Linked DNA regions of Cricetulus griseus: region 2 is linked to region 1. A link is a contact called in public Hi-C data. All regions are on one chromosome and are shown on one strand. Each heading gives the region's core, a stretch centred on a gene start, on an enhancer-like site or on the middle of the called end of the contact. The rest is flanking DNA. Distances are from core to core; before and after follow the strand shown. Region 1 holds the start of CUNH15orf39. Region 2 holds the start of Ppcdc (phosphopantothenoylcysteine decarboxylase).

Region 1 (5,306 bases), core at 2,561-5,060:
TGAGCTCAGCCTAATGGCCACTAGCACAACACAACTTCAGGCTGTGTTTACTTAACTGGCAGAGGGTTCCTGGCCACCAGATGCATCTGAGCCTTGTCTCAGGAGGGTTCCGAATCATGCAGTAATTCCAAGAGGGGAGATCCCACTCCTCCATTTATTGGCTATGAAGAACACTACCCCAGCCCTCACCATGCCCAGAGCCAGTGGTTTGGGGCTTACTATGAACTAAGCTATGAAGTCATCAGTGCCCTGTGACATGTCATAATTCTGCCCATTGGGTTGATGTGCAAACCGAAGTTAAGGTTTCTTAAGTCACACAGCTCAGAAGGTCAAACTCAGTTCACTTGCCTTTTTTTTTTTTTTTGAGATAGGGTCTTCCTTGAACCCCTGATCCTGCTATCTTAGCCTCCCAAGTGCTGGGATTATAACCATCTGTCATCATGGACTTCCATACCTGGTGAGTTTGCTTGCTTCTCAAATTCTTCATCCGGGTCTAAGACTTAAGTGAGACACTATAGTGGCTGGCACAGAACCAGCTCCATGTGGGAGCACCTTGTCCCCCCACCCCCACCTCCACCCCCACCCCCACCACCACTGCAGTCTTCCTCTGCTGGCAGGGGAAGGTTGAGGAATGAGGATACGAGGATGGTGTTAATAATCTGGGTGGCCTCCCTAGAGGAGGCGATTTCTATAGCTGGGTCTCAGAAGATGGAGGGGAGCATTGCATGTGTTTAGGTTTCTCTGGTGTTCTGCTAGTAGGGTGGTTTCCATCACTGCCTCTCCTCTGGGGTGAGACAGCTCCTCTGGGGAAGGAAATACTTTTGTAAATAGTAGGTATGACCTCATTAGTGGGAGGGACATTTTTATTAATAACCATAACATGATGAGCTGCAGTTCAGGAAGCTGACCTTTAACCTTGCCTTTCTATGGAGTGACCTGTGTCAGTGAGGTGGAGGGCAGAGGTGAGGGCATGCACCTGTTTCAAGCTTGTGCAGGGCTGCAGTGGTGGGGGATAGAACCCTCTTTGAACTTTTCTGTTCTACTTTGTGTTGTATTTAATTTTGCTTTTTTGGAAAGATGCTCACCCCAAAGCCAGGGCTGGCTTGGAACTCACTATATAGCTGAGACCTGCCTTGTACTTAGTAGATCCCCATCTCTCAGTCTTCAAGTGACAGGCTCTAGCACCCCTCCTCCCTCACACCCCTTCCCCTGAACACATATTAAACTCTTTAGTGTTTTGACTCCCTGTGTCTTTACCTTCCAGACAAAACATCACTATCTCTCCAAAGGCCGAAATGTTAACAAAAGCTCGTGGGGCCACTCAAGTCACCTTGAAAAGACTACCTTTATCTGCCATAGGTTCTGCACATGACCCATGAAGCAGAAAGGAAAAGGCCAAGGCCAGAGATTTCAGGAGTTCACAGTTGCCCAGCACTCTACAGTCCCCCGTTTATGCACAGTTTCTCACGGATGTTGCTGGATGCTGACACTGTAGTCTATAAGGCAGGTAGGTGGCTACCTGGTTCTGTTTTGTGCTGAGCAAGTTAAGGGCCAGGAAATTACAAGTGGCTCTCAAGTCCTCCAACCTGTGTCCTTTCTTTGATAATCCAGAGTGTTAAAGTGATGTAAAAAAGGAAAGCTGAGTGGTAGTGGTGCATGCCTTTAATGTCAGCACTCCAGAGGCAGAGACAGGCGGATCTCTGTGAGTTTGAGGCCAGCCTGGTCTACAGAGCGAGTGCCAGGGCAGCCAGAGCTGTTACACAGAGAAACCCTGTCTTGGAAAAACCAAGCTGAGGGGCTGGAGAGATGGCTCAAAGGTTAATGCTCTTCCAGAGGACCTGAGTTCAACTGCCAGCACCTACATGGCAGCTCACAACTGTCTGTAACTCCAGTTCAGGGGACCTGATACCTTTCACACCAATGCACATAAAATTATTTAAAAAAAAAAAAGAAAGAAAAGAAAAACCAAGCCTATTAATGGGACAGCTGTCTTTGAGAGATGTTTCTGAATTAAGACAAATAATGGGGCTGAAGTCTTAGCTGGGCCCTAGGGGCAAGGGCACTGTTTTCCTTCCTCCCAACAGGTCAGGAGTGGGAGTAGATGCTATGCAGTAGGGAGGGATGGGCAGAGTTAGTGAGGTGTGAGAGCAGGAAACAATAACCGCTTGAGAGGGCTCTTGGAGTTGGCTTGACCCAGAGCAACTTCTTGGTGTTAATGTGAGTCTGTAAGATACAGAAACCAGGCAATCTGGGTTGTTCCAACCTGCAGTGTGACTGGGAAAGCCCCAACCCCCCCCCCCTCAGAGTCTCCTCTTCCCAGCCTGTATTTGTGAAAAATCTTCCAACTCTAATCCAAGAGACACCCTCCCCCTCTCCTTGGGTGACCTCACTTCCTCTTCCTAGTCCTACCTGGGACTGAGCCCCTCCTCCTTAGCTCCACACCGGTGCTCTCAGCCCTGCTCTGACTCAGGCAGTCCTGACCTGTGTGGTTCAAGGTGGCATCCTGAGTGGTTTTGATCTGTGCGGTCTGTACCCATTCTCCTCCCTTACTGCCTGACTCTGCCTTGGCCTTTGGGCAGTCTTAGAACTACAGGCATCAGATTCCTTCCAAGAAAGGAGTAGTGCTGGGGGGGGGGGGGCGGCAAAGCTAGAGTCTGGGGGAACAGACAGCTGGTCTCCCAGCCCTTTTCTGCAACACATCATTTCTGGCCAGGGGTGCTTTACCCTATCTGCCTTCCAGGCTGTTCATGCTCTAGCCAGTTCTGGTGAGGGAGATTTGCAAAATGGTTCAGATACCCACCAAGGCCATTTGGAAAAACCTCCAGAGCCTCATTCCTGGGCCATTCCCTTAGCCATGGAGCCCTAACGGGAGCTGAGATACATTTATCTGTACTTTGCCTTCTTCTATCTTCCTAATGCAACTAGTACTGGTCAAGGATGTCAGTATTTTTTATATTTTTATTGTTAAAGAGTTTTGTTAGGAGCTTGGTGTGGTGGCCCATGCATTTAATCTCAGCACTTGGGGGAGGCAGAGGTAGGTATAGCTCTGTGAGTTCGAGGCCAGCCTGGTCTAAAGTACAGGTCCCAGACAGCCACAGTATATAGTGAAACCCTGTCTCAAATAAAGCAAAGCTAAGCAAAGCAAAACAAGGAGTATTGCTAGGTATGCCAGGCTCAGCTCCAACTCGCGACAATTCCCCTGCCTCAGCCTCCCAATGCTAGGATTTAGTTGTATTATCACCATACCTCAATTTGTGTGCCATGTGTCTTTTCGAAGTCTCCCAGCCCTACCATTTCTATGAGCAACATCGATACTTTTTTTTTATTTTGGTTTTTCGAGACAGGGTTTCTCTGTGGCTTTGGAGACTGTCCTGGAACAAGCTCTTGTAGACCAGGCTGGTCTCGAACTCACAGAGATCCGCCTGCCTCTGCCTCCCGAGTGCTGGGATTAAAGGCGCTCGCCACCAACGCCCGGCTTGATACTTTTACCAATGAGGAAACTGAAGCTCTTGGAGCTTAAGTGACAGGTCTACGGTCACATGGCTAGAAAGTGGCAAGGAATGAATGAATGATCTAACGGAATGACTGAATGAGAGCTTATGACCGCCCTCGGGGCAGACGTTCGAGGGAGCTCGGAGAGTGAAGGCGGTGCACAAAGCCAGAGGCCGGGTCGCGGGAAAGTTGGTTCCACTCAGGCCTTCGGCACGGGAGGGCCCAAGGGAGCGCAGGCTCCCAGAGGCACAGCCGGGTTCTGCCCCCACCCAACGGGCCGCCCCGCCCCCGCTCCGCCCCTGGCCCGCCCCGCCCGGGACCACAGACGGCGCCCGGCGGCGGCGCGAACGGCAGCGCGGAGCGTGGCTCTGGGCTAGGTGCCTGCCGCGACTTCCCGCGCAAGGCCGGCCGGACAGGGACCTGCAGCCTGGGCGGCGCTGGAGGATGCGGCCGTGGCCCCGGGTGGCAGCCGCCAAAAGCTTGGTGCTCTGAAGGTAGGAGCTCGCCTGCCCGGCGGGCGCGGAAACTTGGGCCGAGTTTGCGGGCAGCGCGTGGGCAAGGGGCGGGTGGCCCTGCCCCAGGGCGCCCCTACCGGCTGGCCCCGGGACGGAGCGCAGGGGCCGGGGCCCAGGTGCTGAGGCTTTGGGCGATCAGGCTGCGGGGCCCGGTCGTGCTGCTGCTCAGACTTTGCCAGGACTCGGAGGCTCCCTGGGCCTGCTAGAGACCCGGAGCTCCGGCAGTGCCCGGGCGTAGGGCTGGCGAGGAGTCAGGCGGATCCCTCGGGCCTCTGGCGGGGCCGGGCTCACGCGGATTGCCGGGCGCCGATTCGGGGTGGGGGTGGGGCTCGGGGTTGGTGGCGGCGGGCGCTGAGGTGCCGCGGGGCCGTGGACGAGCCCTGTTGGAACAGGACTGCCTGCGGTTTCCTCGCCACCGCTTGACTCAGTCTCTGGCTGCAGCCCAGGCTGGCGGGATCGCCCCGAAGGAGGTGGCTGCCCGGACTCTGCGGCTGGACGCCCCCCCCCCTTCTGGACCTCCCTTCGGGCGTCGTTCCGTGGGGGATCCGAGCGCGAACCTCCTGGCTTGCACACGTGTGCCTGAGCAGGGAAGAGCACGGTTGGGCAGTCGGGGGTGGGGGGGGGCATGTGTGCTGATTCGGGCCATGCACGTACGTGCAGGACCGGCTTTGCGTGCGTGGTGGCAGACTGTGTGTCAGCCTGCCGGGGTGCACGTGCGTCGCAGAGCCGCGGAGAGAGAGGTCTGGGGATACCCGGAAGCCTGGCGTGTCGGTGGGGCACCAGTTCCATAGCGAAGTGCGCTTGTGGGCCGCAGGCACGATGGTCATGGGCGGGGCCGGTAGAGGGAAAGTTAGTGGTGGCGGATCCAGAGACCCTTTCTCTTAACTGGGAAGCGTAGGCTGCCCCGTGTTTGGGTGTCAGGAAAGCTCAGAGCCTCAGCTGGCGAAGAGTTTTAGAAGGCCTGCGTCTCTTAGAGCTCAGAGAATACTGATGCCCGCCTCAACTCGGCTGGGATCGCGTTCTTCCTGAGGCCCCGAGGATGTGACGTGGAAATGGGAATGGACCCACGGAGTTGTTTGTTTTCCCCCGAGGGAAAGCGTGGGAGTGTGGTAGGCGCTTGACCCTGCCCTGGTTTCTGGCTGCGGTTAGAACTAATGTTCAAAACTAGTAGAACTTGACATCTCCACAGAAGGATCACCTGTGGCCCTACCTTCTCCAAGTGCCCGAGGCCATCTCAGTGTACGGAAACCAAGGCACCTTCATTTTTGCTGTGTGAGTGGGGTGGGGCCTCCTCTGGGG
Region 2 (5,389 bases), core at 1,881-4,380, 190 kb before region 1:
ATATGTGTGTGTGTATATATGTATATGTCTACCCCCTACCCCCACCTTTTGGGTCCTGCTCTTGGCACTCCGAGAGCTGTGGGCTGCACATGGAGTGGTCCTGTGCATTGGTAGCTGAGTTCATGTCCCCTTGTGAAATAACGTGCAGTGGAGATCTCTTGTTGTGGTGCTAGATGTCTGTTTAGAACTAAACCAGCTCCCCTCCACCCCATCCACCAGGTTGCCCCCTCTGACCCTGACCCAGGGACTCCTTGTGGGGCAGGGGGAGGCCTAGCAGAGAGCCTGGCACTCTGTGCAGGGTTATGAGCCGAAGCTATTTCCCCCTTTGGTCCCATTGGGAAGCAACAGTATTTTGCATTCATGGTGATAAGTAGGTTCTGGAGCGTGGGATGGAGAGGATGTTTCCTTGCTCCCCTCAACCTCTTTCTCCCCTCGTTTCTGCCTCAATGTTAGACTCTTTGTGCTCTCCTCCCTAGCTGGCTCTTCCAGGATCTTTCTCCTCCCCACATAGCTTTTCTTTGTCTTCCTAAGGCTGAGGTCCCAGTTATGTCTGCTTCCAAGACTGCCCAGATCCCCAATTCTGATCTGCTCCCCAGTTCAAGGAAGCTGACATGGGAGATGAGCCAGCCCTGATGTGGAAGGGGCACACCACTTGGAGATGGAGAGCCTGTTTGGTACTTGACACCCAGGGAATGGAAACGCAGGCCTTTCTCCTTGGTTCTGAAAGCCTGGCCTGCAGTGGCAGGCTACTTCTTTTCCCTCTCTGACTTCCCTCCCTTTTCTCCCCGATCCTCCTTTAGCCACCCTGCATTTCCTGTGGAGCTGGGTTGTGACTTGTTAGCTGTGAAGCCACTGCTGGAACAGAGGGCATGGAACTTATTGACCCCTGGGGGAGGTATGGTTGGCCCCAGCCCACAAGGGCTTCTAGGTATCTCAGAGTAACCATTGGAATCCTGGGAGGAGTAGCTAGCTGTTCTATTTGAGTATGGCAGATAGGATTGAACTTAGAGGGCGAGGTCTGAAGCCGGGGATCAAAAGAGAAGTCAAATAGAAGCCCACTGAGAGAGGGTAGCTTACCTCTCCAATCCCTCTTGCCCTTGGCTACAGGACAGATTCTGTTTGGATGCTCCCAGGCTCAGTTGAAGCTGCAAGCACAATGTTCTGAGCAGGATTCCTGGTTGACAGGGAGGGAAGGAGGATTCTTCCTTTAGTTTTTTGATTAGTGAGTGTGGCCCCTCCCTCTTCTTCCATTCTCTTGAGAACTAACTACAGGACTTGGTTCCTGGCCTTTTCTTAGTTCTGTTGGAACCCTCTCCCCTTCACGACTGATCTCAGTCCCCAGGACTGTCTCTTCCAAGCAGTGGGTGGACATTGCCTGGTTGAGGATCTGGTTGTGTGAGGCCTGAGGTAGGTAGGCCATGCCAAGGAGCAGCTGCCTGTTTCTCACCTCCTTCCAACAGAAACTCACCTGGACTAGGTAGACTGGAGAGCCAGACCCCACTTAGCCATTCCAGGCTGCTTTATCTTGGGACCTAAGACCTGGTTTCAGGTCTCCTTGAGCTTTGATTTTCAGCTTCTTCCTTGTAAGAGAAGCCAAGAGTCTCTGAAAAGTTCCCTTCCTAATGACCCCTTAGGCTTAGTTGATTCTCTCCCCTACTGTTTTCCCTCTGGAGAGCAGTTGTCACATGCCCTGGTACCCTACAGAGACCCAGGGCTACGCCCTCCCTCTTCTTCCCTTCTCCTGACCCCAGACTTCTTTTTCCCTTCTCTTGGTCCTCTGGAAGTTCCGCGAGGGCTGTGATCCAGCTGCCAGCCTAGCATCCACGATCTGTTGGATGTTACCTCCAATTTCCTGTCCTACTGCCCTTTCCTCTTTCCTGGCTCAGACCTATTGGCCATGCCTGGCGCTGCCCTTGGGAAAGCCTGTTACCAGTGTCTGGCCCAGCTGCTCAGGCCCTGGAATGCTGCATCTCCAGGCAACTATGCACTTTCATGAGGAGGGAACCAGGATGAGAAAGGGGGCTGGGCACAGATGGTTTAATTTGGGGGTGGGAGGAGGGCCCAGTTGGTTCTGGGGATCCTCCTGTCTGTTGCCAGCCAGTGACCTGCTTTTGCATTCTCCTGGTGCCCACTGCCCCTTGTTTCTGAGAGACACACATTATTCCCTAGCTGGCAGTTGACCTGCCTGAGCCAATGTGTCTATCTGTGGTAACTGGATGAACCATAATAAAAGGGATCATTTGACCCTGTCTATTCTGTGTTGCTTGTCTTCATGTGGGTCTTAATGAAGTCTTGATATGGGATGTGAGGCAGGGGTGTAGGGCTGGGTTGAGTGGATCTGTGGCCTGGAATTCTGTGATCATTTCCCTAAAGCAGCCTTGAGTAGGCCATGAAGTACATGCCACAACTACCAGTTAAGAAGAAGAAATAAAGTGCTCTGCTGGCAATGGTAGGACTGGAACACAGGCCCTTCCTCAGCTCCCCTGGGGGATCACCTGAAGCTAATTCAGCAGCCTCCATGCACACAAGTTCTTGAGACCTGTGGTTGCTCCAGCGTGATGAAAACTATTCCAATATGCCGAGTCTTTGCCAAGTGTACTCACTAGGAATGCTGTCTAGATCCTCTGTGCTGGTCACTCCTCAAGATACCTTTCAAGTAACCGTGGGTGCCGTAGCGCGCTCCTTTAATCCCATTATGGCAGAGGCAGGTAGATGTCTGAGTTCCAGACCAGCCAGGGTTAAAAAGAAAAAAATTTTTTTTCCAAGTGACCCCTTCAATGACAAGGCTTTCCTGCTTAGGATTGTGGCTTAGGTCCTGCAGCTTCCTCATTCTTAGCCTCTAATTTTCTGTACTCCTGTTTGTCTCAAGAGCCGAACTGCCTTTTAGAACAGGCGCAGTAAATAGAATTAAGTGCCAGAGTTCTGAACAGGTGCGCGGGGTAATTGGCAAATCACACAACTATGTAGGTCCTGGAGCGAGCTCCGGTGACTACAACTCCCAGAAGGCAGAGTAGACTACGGCTCCCAGAAGGCCATGCGTTCACGTAGCTCTCTCGCGTGCCCTTTAGACTCGGAGGGTAAGGGCGCCTAGATACCGCGATACTTGGGGCGGCTGGCGCGGGTGAGCGGTGGAAGGGGCTGGGAAGTGTTGTCCCGGGGATCGGCGTGGTGTGGCGGTGGGAGAAGCTCCTCAGGCTGTGGGTCCGAGCGAGGGTGGATGTGCGATTATGTGTGTGATGTGGGGCCACCGGCGTGCTCTCGCGCTCAGGGTTGGGGGACAGCAGCCGCACCTGCGCCCGCTGACCTGCGCTATCCTTGAAAGAGGCGCAGCCAGGACACCCACACTCGACGCTTACCTTTGAAAACTGCAGCGTAGGCTGCGTCCTAAGAGATCCAGGAGCGTCCCGATGTGAAAACGGTCTTAAAGTTACATTTATTTTGGATGGGGTGCTGTCACGGCATGCGTGTGGAGATCATACAACTTGTGAGATTCAGTTCCACCGTGTGAGGCTGCAAGCCACCTTACTGAGCCAACTTGCCTCAAGCTATTTTAAATGAATAAACTAGAGAAAGAAAAACCCTGGGAGTGTTTAGTTGCTTAATCCCTAAACGTGCGGAGCGGCATTTAAAAAGTAGAGTGAGGTCAGTTTTTTTTTTTTTTTTTTTTGTCTGAAAAAATTTCCTGATCAAATATTGGAAGCCAGAACTAGCTAATGGGCAGGAGAGAGCCTCGGGAAGTGGTGGGTGCTTGGGAACTGGGGGTTTTGCTCCGAGATGTGTCCTCAGGAGGTACCCAAATGAACTGTAGGAGCTTTGTGCCCAGCGTTTTGAATGAGAACGAGCGTTCCTTGCTTTTCCTAACACCTTAAAAGGGGTTTAGGTGCCGGGCGGTATGGGTTTTGGTGTAGGGTGGTTACATTTTTCTGGCTACATCCTTGCCCATTTTGTTACTGGCAGATATCCATGAAACTGAAACTTCAGTTTGACCTTGATTAAACAGAAGATTGATAAGGCACACGCTGAGGCCCTTTTCTCGGTGTGTGTGTGTGTGTGTGTGTGTGTGTTCTCACTGTCTTAAATTCTCTTTCTCTTTTACTTTTTTTTCCCTTTCCCTTCATGACAGGGTCTCTCAGTGTATCCCCGGCTAGCCCAGAACTCACTGTGTAGACCACACTAATCTTGAATTCATGGAAAACTGCCTACTTGTTCACCTGTGCTGGGATTAAAGGCATGTGCCATCACACCCCACTTTTTCTTACACATAAGAGTAAGTTTAAGTTCTGTGGTTATAATACAAGTCAAATAAGAATAGGAAAAACGCGTTTTCTGCACATGCTGCTTTAAGACTGGTCTAGCAATAAGCTGTAGACCTCACATTGGGAATATAGGCGTCTTCCTGTACCTGCACTTCAGTCTGTGAGGAGTGGAAAGAAAAATTAACCCTGAGTTCAAGGATAGCCACGAGAAACTCAAGTTTGACTCCGGAGGTTTAAAGGGAACACTGAATCATATGATAAAACAAGCTTGTCTTTTGAGTCTTTTTCCCGGGAGGTCAGTAGTGGTGGGAGAGAATTAGATATTACAATGTTCAGCTCCTGGACATGCCTGGACAAGCATGATGTAGAGGTCAGGGAACACAGACATGTACTGACTTGTCTGTTCAAACCAGTGAGCTCCATGTATAGGGAGGAGAGCTAGCTGTCCTGACTGCTGGAGAACCTGTGCTGCAGAGCATCAGGAGGTGCAGCATCCACCAGCTAGGAAGAAACACAATTGTGAGCCATTTTAAAGTGTAGAAAACAGCTTCTCTCTTATTGCTGTGGTTTGGAGGTTAGGTTTATTATGAAAGCAAAGGGTCCTCCCATCTTTCTGAAGGATGGAGAAAGTGCAGTGTCCTGGCTGTGGTTCTCCTACATGGCTCGGTGCCCCTGTCCCCCGAGCTCAGGAGGAATCATGACTTTTCAGTCACGGCCTGCTGCCTGCTTGTCCACTCTCCTGGACTGCTCACAGTTCCTGTTAGTGGCAGGGGTAGGGAATCGAGGTGCTGCCTATAGTCACCCTGACTGTCAATAAATGAAAATTCCAAAAATCTTTAATAGGATCTGGGTGGAGGAAGAGACTGAATTGGCTTGGAATTTGATCTTGGAGAGCAAACTCTGACCAGCTCTCACTTCCCCTGGGACTCTCAGGTTGAACATATTTGACCTCGATTCCAAATATTGGTTAAATAATCTAGTTTCTATTCTTCAACTATAAATCAGTCTCCCTCTTTCCCCAACCTTCCCCCCCCCCCAGAAGAATGGCTTTGGTCCTGAGCAAAACTTGGTTACAGATCAAGCATCGTATCTTGGGTTGGAATAAGCAGCGCAGAGTCCTGCCTCCAGTTTGA

What was found. A called contact is a pair of places that touch in the nucleus more often than the background predicts.
Region 2: a contact with region 1 is called in a Hi-C map of the CHO-K1 cell line, with 5 times the contacts expected there. The contact joins the promoter of Ppcdc here to the promoter of CUNH15orf39 in region 1. A contact is called at or near these places in 8 of 8 Hi-C or Micro-C datasets (the CHK-Q cell line, the CHL-YN cell line, the CHO-K1 cell line and 3 more).

The regions. Positions count from the first base shown.
Region 1 is chr4:168,879,195-168,884,500 of CriGri-PICRH-1.0, reverse strand. It overlaps CUNH15orf39, which reads left to right and starts at 3,810. Exons shown (of 3, transcript XM_027414986.2): 1 at 3,810-3,986.
Region 2 is chr4:169,065,554-169,070,942 of CriGri-PICRH-1.0, reverse strand. Ppcdc (phosphopantothenoylcysteine decarboxylase) reads left to right here and starts at 3,130. Exons shown (of 6, transcript XM_035443732.1): 1 at 3,130-3,642; 2 at 4,124-4,267. Scamp5 (secretory carrier-associated membrane protein 5) reads left to right here. Exons shown (of 7, transcript XM_027414967.2): 7 at 1-2,251.